3 separate regions of the Sus scrofa genome follow, and regions 1 and 3 are each linked to region 2. The links are chromatin contacts, called in public Hi-C and promoter capture Hi-C maps. All regions are on one chromosome and are shown on one strand. The core of a region is the stretch at or near the end of the contact, and the rest is flanking DNA. Distances in the headings are between cores, read along the strand shown. Region 1 holds the start of SAT1 (spermidine/spermine N1-acetyltransferase 1). Region 2 holds the start of APOO (MICOS complex subunit MIC26). Region 3 holds the start of KLHL15 (kelch-like protein 15).

The links. Promoter capture Hi-C pulls out the DNA fragments that hold promoters and counts their contacts. A called contact is a pair of places that touch in the nucleus more often than the background predicts.
Region 1: a contact with region 2 is called in a promoter capture Hi-C map of fetal liver, with 4 times the contacts expected there. The contact joins the promoter of SAT1 here to the promoter of APOO in region 2. A contact is called at or near these places in 2 of 5 promoter capture datasets (fetal liver and liver), 17 of 47 Hi-C or Micro-C datasets (alveolar macrophages, blood, embryonic fibroblasts and 11 more) and 2 of 2 datasets of contacts at active chromatin or transcription factors (alveolar macrophages and skeletal muscle).
Region 3: a Hi-C map of embryonic fibroblasts shows a contact between it and region 2, with 2.7 times the contacts expected there. The contact joins the promoter of KLHL15 here to the promoter of APOO in region 2. A contact is called at or near these places in 2 of 5 promoter capture datasets (fetal liver and liver), 6 of 47 Hi-C or Micro-C datasets (embryonic fibroblasts, heart right ventricle, liver and 2 more) and 1 of 2 datasets of contacts at active chromatin or transcription factors (alveolar macrophages).

Annotation. Positions count from the first base shown.
Region 1 is chrX:19,906,705-19,909,404 of Sscrofa11.1, reverse strand. It overlaps SAT1 (spermidine/spermine N1-acetyltransferase 1), which reads right to left and starts at 1,368. Exons shown (of 6, transcript NM_214358.1): 1 at 1,263-1,368; 2 at 1,025-1,076; 3 at 846-929. The coding sequence starts at 1,328.
Region 2 is chrX:20,016,340-20,019,154 of Sscrofa11.1, reverse strand. It overlaps APOO (MICOS complex subunit MIC26), which reads left to right and starts at 1,371. Exons shown (of 9, transcript XM_005674464.3): 1 at 1,371-1,631. The coding sequence starts at 1,623.
Region 3 is chrX:20,128,155-20,130,896 of Sscrofa11.1, reverse strand. It overlaps KLHL15 (kelch-like protein 15), which reads left to right and starts at 1,307. Exons shown (of 3, transcript XM_013986014.2): 1 at 1,307-1,780. It overlaps EIF2S3 (eukaryotic translation initiation factor 2 subunit 3), which reads right to left and starts at 1,189. Exons shown (of 13, transcript XM_003134980.6): 1 at 1,092-1,189.

The DNA of each region.
Region 1 (2,700 bases), core at 119-2,618, 110 kb after region 2:
CTTCTGGAAAGTACCTCATCCCTTTATGTTTTCTGCACGGTTTTTTTTCTAGCATGAGGAAATGGCCTCAGGGAAAAACTTAATCACCTCCCCCCAAAACAACTTCCCCCTTTAGCTCTGTCTTCTGACCAGTCAACCACGACCAGCAAGGAAAAAAAAAAAAAGGCAAAAAAAAAGCATCTGACTCCCTCTTAATGGGTGTCTGTAATTCCAATTGGAGACAAAGGTTTCAAATTAAACTTTCTAGCCATTCTATAGTCCTTTGCAAACAGGAAGCGAGTACAATGGAGCTTCTGATCTACCGTGTTTTAAGTGTGTGATAACAGGGCCTTACCTCATTTATCATGATCATCTACTTTATTGTGTAAAGGATCTTTTAGTTACCTCCCCGCCCATCCATGTACACGGAAGGGCCATGTACATGGCGAAGCTAGAGACTGTAACCTGAAGATTGGGACAAATTAAAGAAAAAAATGTAATTTAACACAAATACAAAAAAGGTTACGTTAGGGTCAAACAAGAACCATTTATGAAACTGAATTACAACAAATGACTTTATACCTAACTTTTCCGGGTTTCCACAGCACTCTGATACTTACTTAATCGGCTCAAACTCTTCGGGGCTCCACAGCACTGAACTTAAACAGCTCTTTTAACCCGCCCTATTATTAAGTGCAGCACACCTATTTTTTTTCCTCAGTAGTTTGAACACTGGCTGGCTATTATTTCTGGCCAACTTCTTAGTAGCTTAACTTCAGCCCGTGTTGTCAGTGCTTCTACAGAGCAGACACTACGTCTTACACAACACTCGGTCTCTCCGGCTTCTGGAAGGGGAGGGCGATTACCTTCCGGAGTTAGATGCTCCTTGGGCACTTCTGCAACCAGGCAGTGGTAGAAGGGGTGCTCTCCGAAACCATCTTCTAGCAGATCTGCAAGAAAGGGCAGCGGGGGACAATGTCGGCCGCCATCAAGGTGGCTGGCACCGGACGCTCATTCCCCGCCCTACCAACCACTGATGCGTTACCTTTTTCAGTTAATATTACTTGTTCTTCCATGTATTCGTATTTAGCCAATTCCTGGGAAAGAAACAGAAAATTAAGTGAGACCCCAGCAGGCCAGCTAGAGAGGAATGGGGTGGGCGGGGCGGCGATTTGTTCCCAAAGACTCGCCAGGAGCGACGCGGGCGGAGAAAGGGGAACCTGCCGGAGACAAAGACCCCACCCCCCGCCCCCCGCCCGGGAGGAGCCCGTGCTTCCCGCTACCTTGATCAGCCGCAGGATATCACTGCAGTCGGCAGCAGTGGCCGGGCGGATAACGAATTTAGCCATTTTCGTCTTTTGCTTTTCTTCCCTTTGCGGACCAGGCCCCTGTACTTGAACAGTAGTAGGAGGTGGTTCCTCATTCGTTTCCCGGGAGCGTCCTCTTCCCAGTCAGGATGGCACCATGACCCGGCGAACCTCAGCGAGCAACGTAACACAACCCGCTGACTGCGACGAAAGCCGCGCGCTCTCCAGCTGCGAGGCTCCGCTTTTTACCGAGAGGAGGCCCCGCCCCTGGCCGTGAGGCGGCGATGCATCGTCCAATGAGGCCGCGACCGCCCCCGCTTCCGGGCGCCTCCCTCTCTTCCGGGCGCCCTTGTGAACCCTACCCGCGAGGGCGGGGGCGCGGGTGGTAAGGCGCCCGGCGGGGCTCTGTAGCAGCGCCGTCTAGCGGTGGGTGGCGGAGCCTTCCCGAAAGCCCGACCTTGGAGGCTAAGCGTCCCCTTGGTAACCTTTGCAAAAGAAAGAGAGGGATTTCCTGTGGACCCTGGACCAGTGACTTGCTGTTTCTTCCTTGGAAAGACCTGGCCTTGGGCGATGGGGAAATAAGAGGATTAGAGTAGCGGTTCTCATAGGGTGGTCTGAGGGGGCCCCCGAGGGCCCCAGTATCCTTTCAAAACTAGTTTCCTGGTATTAGTAGTTGGTTGTTTGCCTTACTCTGACTGGAATTTTCCAGAGGGGACCCGACGTGTGATGACGTCATCACTCTCATGACTAAAGGAATGTGTGCTTGTCTGTTCTTGTGGTGTTTAGAATTTCCTCAGGTAAGCTATTTGGATTCCTCGATTTTTTTCCCCTCTACTTGTAATTTTTCTAATTAACAGAATGCTTTCTTCTTTTTTTTTGGAGATGCATATAGACGATAAGGCTGGTAATAGCTCCTGACCAAATATTTATTATTTTAAAAAATTTTTTTTCTAATGTACAGCATGGTGACCCAGTTACACATACATGTATACATTCTTTTTTCTCCCATTATCATGCTCCATCATAAGTTAACTAGACATAGTTCTTAGTGCTACACAGCAGGATCTTATTGTAAATCCATCCCAAGAGCAATAGTTTGCATCCAACCCCACCCTCCCAATCCCTCCCACTCCCTCCTTCTCCCCCTGGGGAAGCCACAGGTCTATTCTCCAAGTCCATGATTTTCTCTTCTGTGGAAAGGTTCATTTGTGCTGTGTATTAGATACCAGTTATAAGTGATATCATGTGGTATTTGTCTTTTTCTGACTTACTTCACTCAGTATGAGAGTCTCTAGTTCTGTCCATGTTGCTGCAAATGGCATTATTTTGTTCTTTTTATGACTGAGTAGTATTCCCTTGTGTGTACATACCACATCTTCCTAATCCAATCGTCTGTTGATAGGCATTTGCATTG
Region 2 (2,815 bases), core at 122-2,621:
AACTACTGTGGTTACCTACACCACAATTTAAAGAACTGTTAAAGTTCAGTTATAGGTTAGTGAAAATAAAGTTGTAATTTTTCCCCAAGTTCATGTACCTCCAGAATTAAGAATTTCTGCCCTAACTTACCATTTATAAGTCACACTCTTATACACATATGACATTCCATTACTGATGCAGAGCCTTCAGAGTCTCCTAAATAGTTCTCCTTAGGTATAGGGAAGGCTAGGGATATACAATTCTCTTGAGAAAGAGAAAAGTAGCCCTTAACATCTGGGAGCTGGCCTGGCACCCACACCTGGGCTTTCGTGTTAGCCCTGGCTTCCTAGCACCACCCAATCCAGAACAAGGACTCGCTTCCCTGAACTCACCCGCAAACCCCCCAACCAAAGCCCCAAATCCTAGAATAAATCTAACACCCTCTTACTGAGATGCCCCACCGTTTCCCAAGGGTGCGTTCTCCTGGCACCAAAGAGAAATGAACTCAGCTTGTTCAACTACAGTATTCTTAGTGATCTTGGCTGGAGAGCAGTGACACCGCACCAAACTCCCAAAATCTTCTGGATGCCTGCCCCGGATGGGCTTACATTTGCTGCGGGATTAGAATGAAATACAGAATGAAACATGAAATACAACCCCGGTATGAGACACTACAACAGTTGTTTACTTGCGATCACAGGCTTTAAAGCCAGGCTACTGAGGTTTGAATCCTGGCTTCCCACTTTCCTTCTGTATGACCTTCCACATATTACTTCTCTGAGCCTCGGTTTCTTCATGTATTTGACGGGAGATAATAATCGTGCCCACCTACTTGGGTTGTTGGAAAGAAGAGTATGTGTAAGGAGTTTACATCAGAGCAAGTTACATAGTAAACGCTGTTGGTGGTTGCTATTCTTGTTAATAAGATAATTTTTGTCATTATTACTTATTTCTACTCTAATTAAAGGACAAACATTTGATTCCCTGTGAGAAACATACGCTTAAGCATTTTAAAGAAGAAAAAAATGTCGGGCTCTTTCAAGACTAAAGGACAAGGCAAATTAGTTTAAATTTAAAATCTTGGAAATGGCTAAACAAGGGTGAAAAAAAAAACCCCACAAAACTAAAAACCTTTTGTGAGGTAAATCCAGGCCCCCGAGGTCGGTAGCTTCCGGCTGCGAGGCTTTCGAAGCCACCAGAGGCCTGCCGAGCGCCCCCGCCCGGCGGCCTCCGCACACAGGCTTCCCAACCCACGCTGCTGGCGCCCAATCACGGCGGCGAAGGCCAATTCCCAGCACGGCTCTGCGCTCGGCGCCTCCCTCCTAGCGCCCCCGCGTGCCGCCCACACTGAGCTGGCGCTTTCCCGCCGCCTAGCAACCGCCGGCGCAGGGGCGGAGCCTCCGGAAGGCGGGGCTTGTGTTCGCCGCCTGAGGCGCGACGCGCTGCAGCTCAACGACGCTGCTAGCAGCCCAAGCTTCCGAGTTAAGCCTTAGCGGGATCGAATTGGCTGTACGCCTGTTACCCGCACCGCGGCCCGCTTGCGGTCGGAGGAATCGGGCCCTAATCGGCCGCCGTAGTTACCTCTCTATAGTGGGCGTGGCCGAGGCCGGGTGACCCCGCCGGAGCCGCCGCTGCCAGCGACATGTTCAAGGTGAGAGTGTCGAGCCGGGTCACAACTGTCACCGCCCCTTCCCGGCCGCCTGCAGCTCTCCCCGCGCTCTTTTGGGCCTCTCTGGGAACCAGAACTGGCTCGCTTTGAGGCTTTTCCCGCCTCCGGGCTGCCTGTGTCCCGGTCCCGAGGGTCATTCACCGGTCCGCCTGGAGTTTGCGGTTGAGGCACAGGAGGCGGGAGATTCGAGGGTGGTGGGTTGGGCCCTTTGGTCGTGCTCTCGGGAATAAAATGTTTTAAAAAGTTAAAGTATCCCTCACAGTATCCACACTCTGGCTGGTGCCCTCTTGAGTTCGTGAGTAGGGTTAGGCCAGCTTAGGGCACCGCGGGGTTCGGCTTTGGTTGTGCCGGGCAAGGTCAGGTTTTAGAACCTGGTATGAATGGGGGAGGTCACCTTCGGCGAAGCTCCTGCAGGAAGTCGGGGAGACTGGCATGGGAATGGAACGGCTGGGTTAGGGGAAGAAGCTGGACTTTCTCCTCCCCAGTGAACATTATATAGTATGGACAGGTCGAGCCCCTTCTTTACAGTTTTTGAACTCGTGTCCTTTGAAAGACTTTTACAGTGAAGACTGTTTCGAAAATCTGCATTTTAACATGAAGCCATTATTCTCCTTCAAAAAAAGTAAATGATATTTTTTATAATGAAGAACAAATCGCAAGCTACCAGAAATGAGTCTACAAAATTGAGTCAAGAAGCATTGTACCCATAAAAGACTGCTAATGAAATCTCAGAATTATACTACTCATTTAAAAGTGTTTTTTTTTTTTTTTTTTTTTTTTTTGCCTTTTTCCAGGGCCGCTCCTGTGGCATATGGAGGTTCCCAGGCGAGGGGTCTAATCAGAGCTGTAGCTGCCGGTCTACGCCATAGCCACAGCAACGGGACCTGAGCCGCGTCTGCGACCTACACCATAGCTCAGGGCAACTCAGGATCCTTAATCTACTGAGCAAGGCCAGGGATCGAACCTGAAACCTCATAGTTCCTAGTCGGATTCGTTTACCCCTGAGCCACGACGGGAACTCCTTAAAAGTTTTATTGAGTGCCTACAACGTGCTTTGGGTACACTGGGACAGGCTCTAAAGTCAGAATGTGGGTTTGGCCTTCCATTCCTGGAGTTGCCACGTTCTAGATGTGTGACCTTGAGCAAGTCACTTAACCTCTCTGAGC
Region 3 (2,742 bases), core at 58-2,557, 110 kb before region 2:
TCTTTGGGATATAGGTCTAGAGAGAAAATGGCGGCAGTGAGTGGGGGCAGGAGAAATTTCTCAGTTTAGGATCAGAAATGGGCAACGGATGATTTAAGGTTAACAGGAGAACCATTGGCTTCCAAATGTGTTTTTCTGTCATCTACACTTTTCCTACAGAGATTTCAAAACGACACATTTACAAAACAGTCCTGTGATGTAATTTTAAATTCTTAAATCAAGAAAACGCGGTATGTAAAAGGCACTAGCTACGATTCTAGAATCGATTTGTTAAAAATAAAAAACTAAAAAACCACTGCCTTCTGAATGTTCGTTCTTGCCATCTGATTTTGACACAAATAGAAACAGAACAGCGTTTTCAGATCCGGCATTTCTGTGTGGTGCAGACAAGCCGTTTTCTATGAATTTTCTCACCTCTGGGAAATGTATTTCTGAAACGCGTAATTGTTCTGCAACTAGCCAAGTGGAACCCTATGACGCAACAATCCCCTGCAAGTTGCCTTAATAAATGATGTCATTTGGCGCAGATGCAGTCACGTTTACAACACAGGTAGATACGCCAAAGCCCCCTCCACGTCGTCCCTGTTCCGCCACCCCCACCGTGTGGAAGATGCAAAAAGACATTTTCCGGGTTTCTTAACCCTCAACTTGTCTAGGGTGGGCACACCGCAGTGGCTCGAGCCCACCGCTCGCGTAAGCGAAGAAGGACCGCTGCGCGGGGACTAGCACTGCCGAGTTTCCAGCCCCGACGGCTAAGCCGCGGGGGAAACCGCGTCTGGCCGAGCCCGCGTCCGCAACGCTGCGCCGCCTTCCCCTCGGTGAGGCCCGCCGGCATAGCCGGCAGAACGTGGGGCCCCGTGGGCGTGGGACAGCCCTGCCCCCACCTCACTCCCACACCCGCTCCCGCTCCCGCGGCGCCGGAAGTGACGCGCGTTGGCTGAAAGATGGCGGCATTGGCGCTCGACCAGGGGGAAGGTAAACACCCTCTGGGCCGCGGCCCTCGCGGGCCCCCTCGAGGCGCCAGTTGGGGCCCAGGGCGCCTCACGGGCCCGCGCTCCAACTCTCGCATTCCCACCCTTCGACCTCCCTACCCGCGTGGCAGCCTTCCGCGTTGCGACGACGGCGCATGGAGCCCCCTGCCGACGGGCCCCGCCTCACTGGGCGGGCCCCGGGCGGCTCCCGCGGCCCACAGGGGGCGCGCGGCCCGGAGCGGCCCCTGGCTCGTGGCCCCGCTCGCTCCGCCCCTTTCCCGCCCCTTTCCCGCCCCTTTCCCGCCTTCCTCCACCCCCGGCGTGGGTGATCCTGAGGCTCCGCGCGCTTCGGGGCAGAAGCCCGGAGACGCCGTCGTTGACGCCGCCACCGCCGGCGCTTCTGCCGCTGCCCGCCGGCGCTTCTGCCGCTGCCCGCGGCCCCCCAGCCCCTCTTTCCACCCGAGGCGCCGAATCGGCCCTCCTGCCGAACCCCGCAGGGCGCTGCGAGGCTCCTGGCGTTGCCAAGGCCGGGCCCGGCCCCGACGCCGCGCCGCCTCGCGCCGAGCCCGACTGTCTTGACTAGCGTCTCAGCGCTGTCTTCTTTCCCAGGACTGGTTTCGTGGGGGCCGCAGGCGCGCAGACTCGCCCCCCGCCGGAGCGCCCCGGCCCGGCCCGGGAGCGGCCCCTTGTAGACGTTCGAGAAGCCTGCCGAGTGCCGTCCCGGCGCCCGACCGCCCATCGCCCGGCCAGCCGGCCCGCTTCTTCCTGATGCAGACTGCCGTCCACTAGAGGTTGGACAGACCCCCGAGGTGCGTAGCCGCCCCTGGCCCTCCGGCCTCCGGGAGCCCGGGCTTCGTCCGCGGCCCCGCGCTAGGCACGGATTCGGTAGCCCTTTCTGCACCGACCTCAGTCATACATTTGGTAAACGCCGGGATCTAATTTATCTTTGAGTTTAGTTAAAATTGTTTGAAATTTAATTTTTTTCCAGGCCAAAAAAAAAAAAAAAAAAAAAAAAAGGGAAGAAGCATAATTCAGCCATTTTTTGCAGCACACAGCTGCAGGTACCATGATTATTTTCTCCCTAACCCATTCTTTCCCTTTAAAAATTCTGTTTATGCCTGAAATAGAACTATGCGAAATGCGAGGCAGAAAACGCGGAATCAGAAGGTCTGGGTTCGACTGGGTGACTCTCAGAAAATCGCTTACCGAACCTCGGTTTCCTATCTATGAAATGTAGTCAGTAATAGCCACATCACAGGATAGTGAGGACTGTATGAGGTCATATATGTGAAAATAATCTATAGCTGTAAAGTGTTGTAAAAATGCAAGGCGATTTTTAAAGTAACCTTCGCCAGAGCGGTTAATGTTGTAGTGGCTAACTGTTGCTGCCTCTTTATTTCTATATTATAAGTATAAGCAGTAAGTACGGAATAGCGAAGCAGTGCTGTGACTCGACTAGATATATAATAGTCACGTTGCCTGGCCTTCTTCCTACGAAATGCTAACTGCTTATTTAAATAACGGTATTCTTTAATTCAAATGTAACGTTACTGTGGTGCTTTGCTTTTCATTTTTCTAGGCCGCTTATGCCCTTTTCCTTACTCGGAATATTAAACACCTTACGTTGGCTTAGTCTTAATATTTTTTGAATTTACATTTTCTTTTGTTAATCTGATTAAATTGTAATCTAGAAAATGCTTTTAAAATGTATACTCTAATTTTAAAGCCTATTTTTCTTTCTTTTTAAAATAGAAATAGAGTTGATTTACAA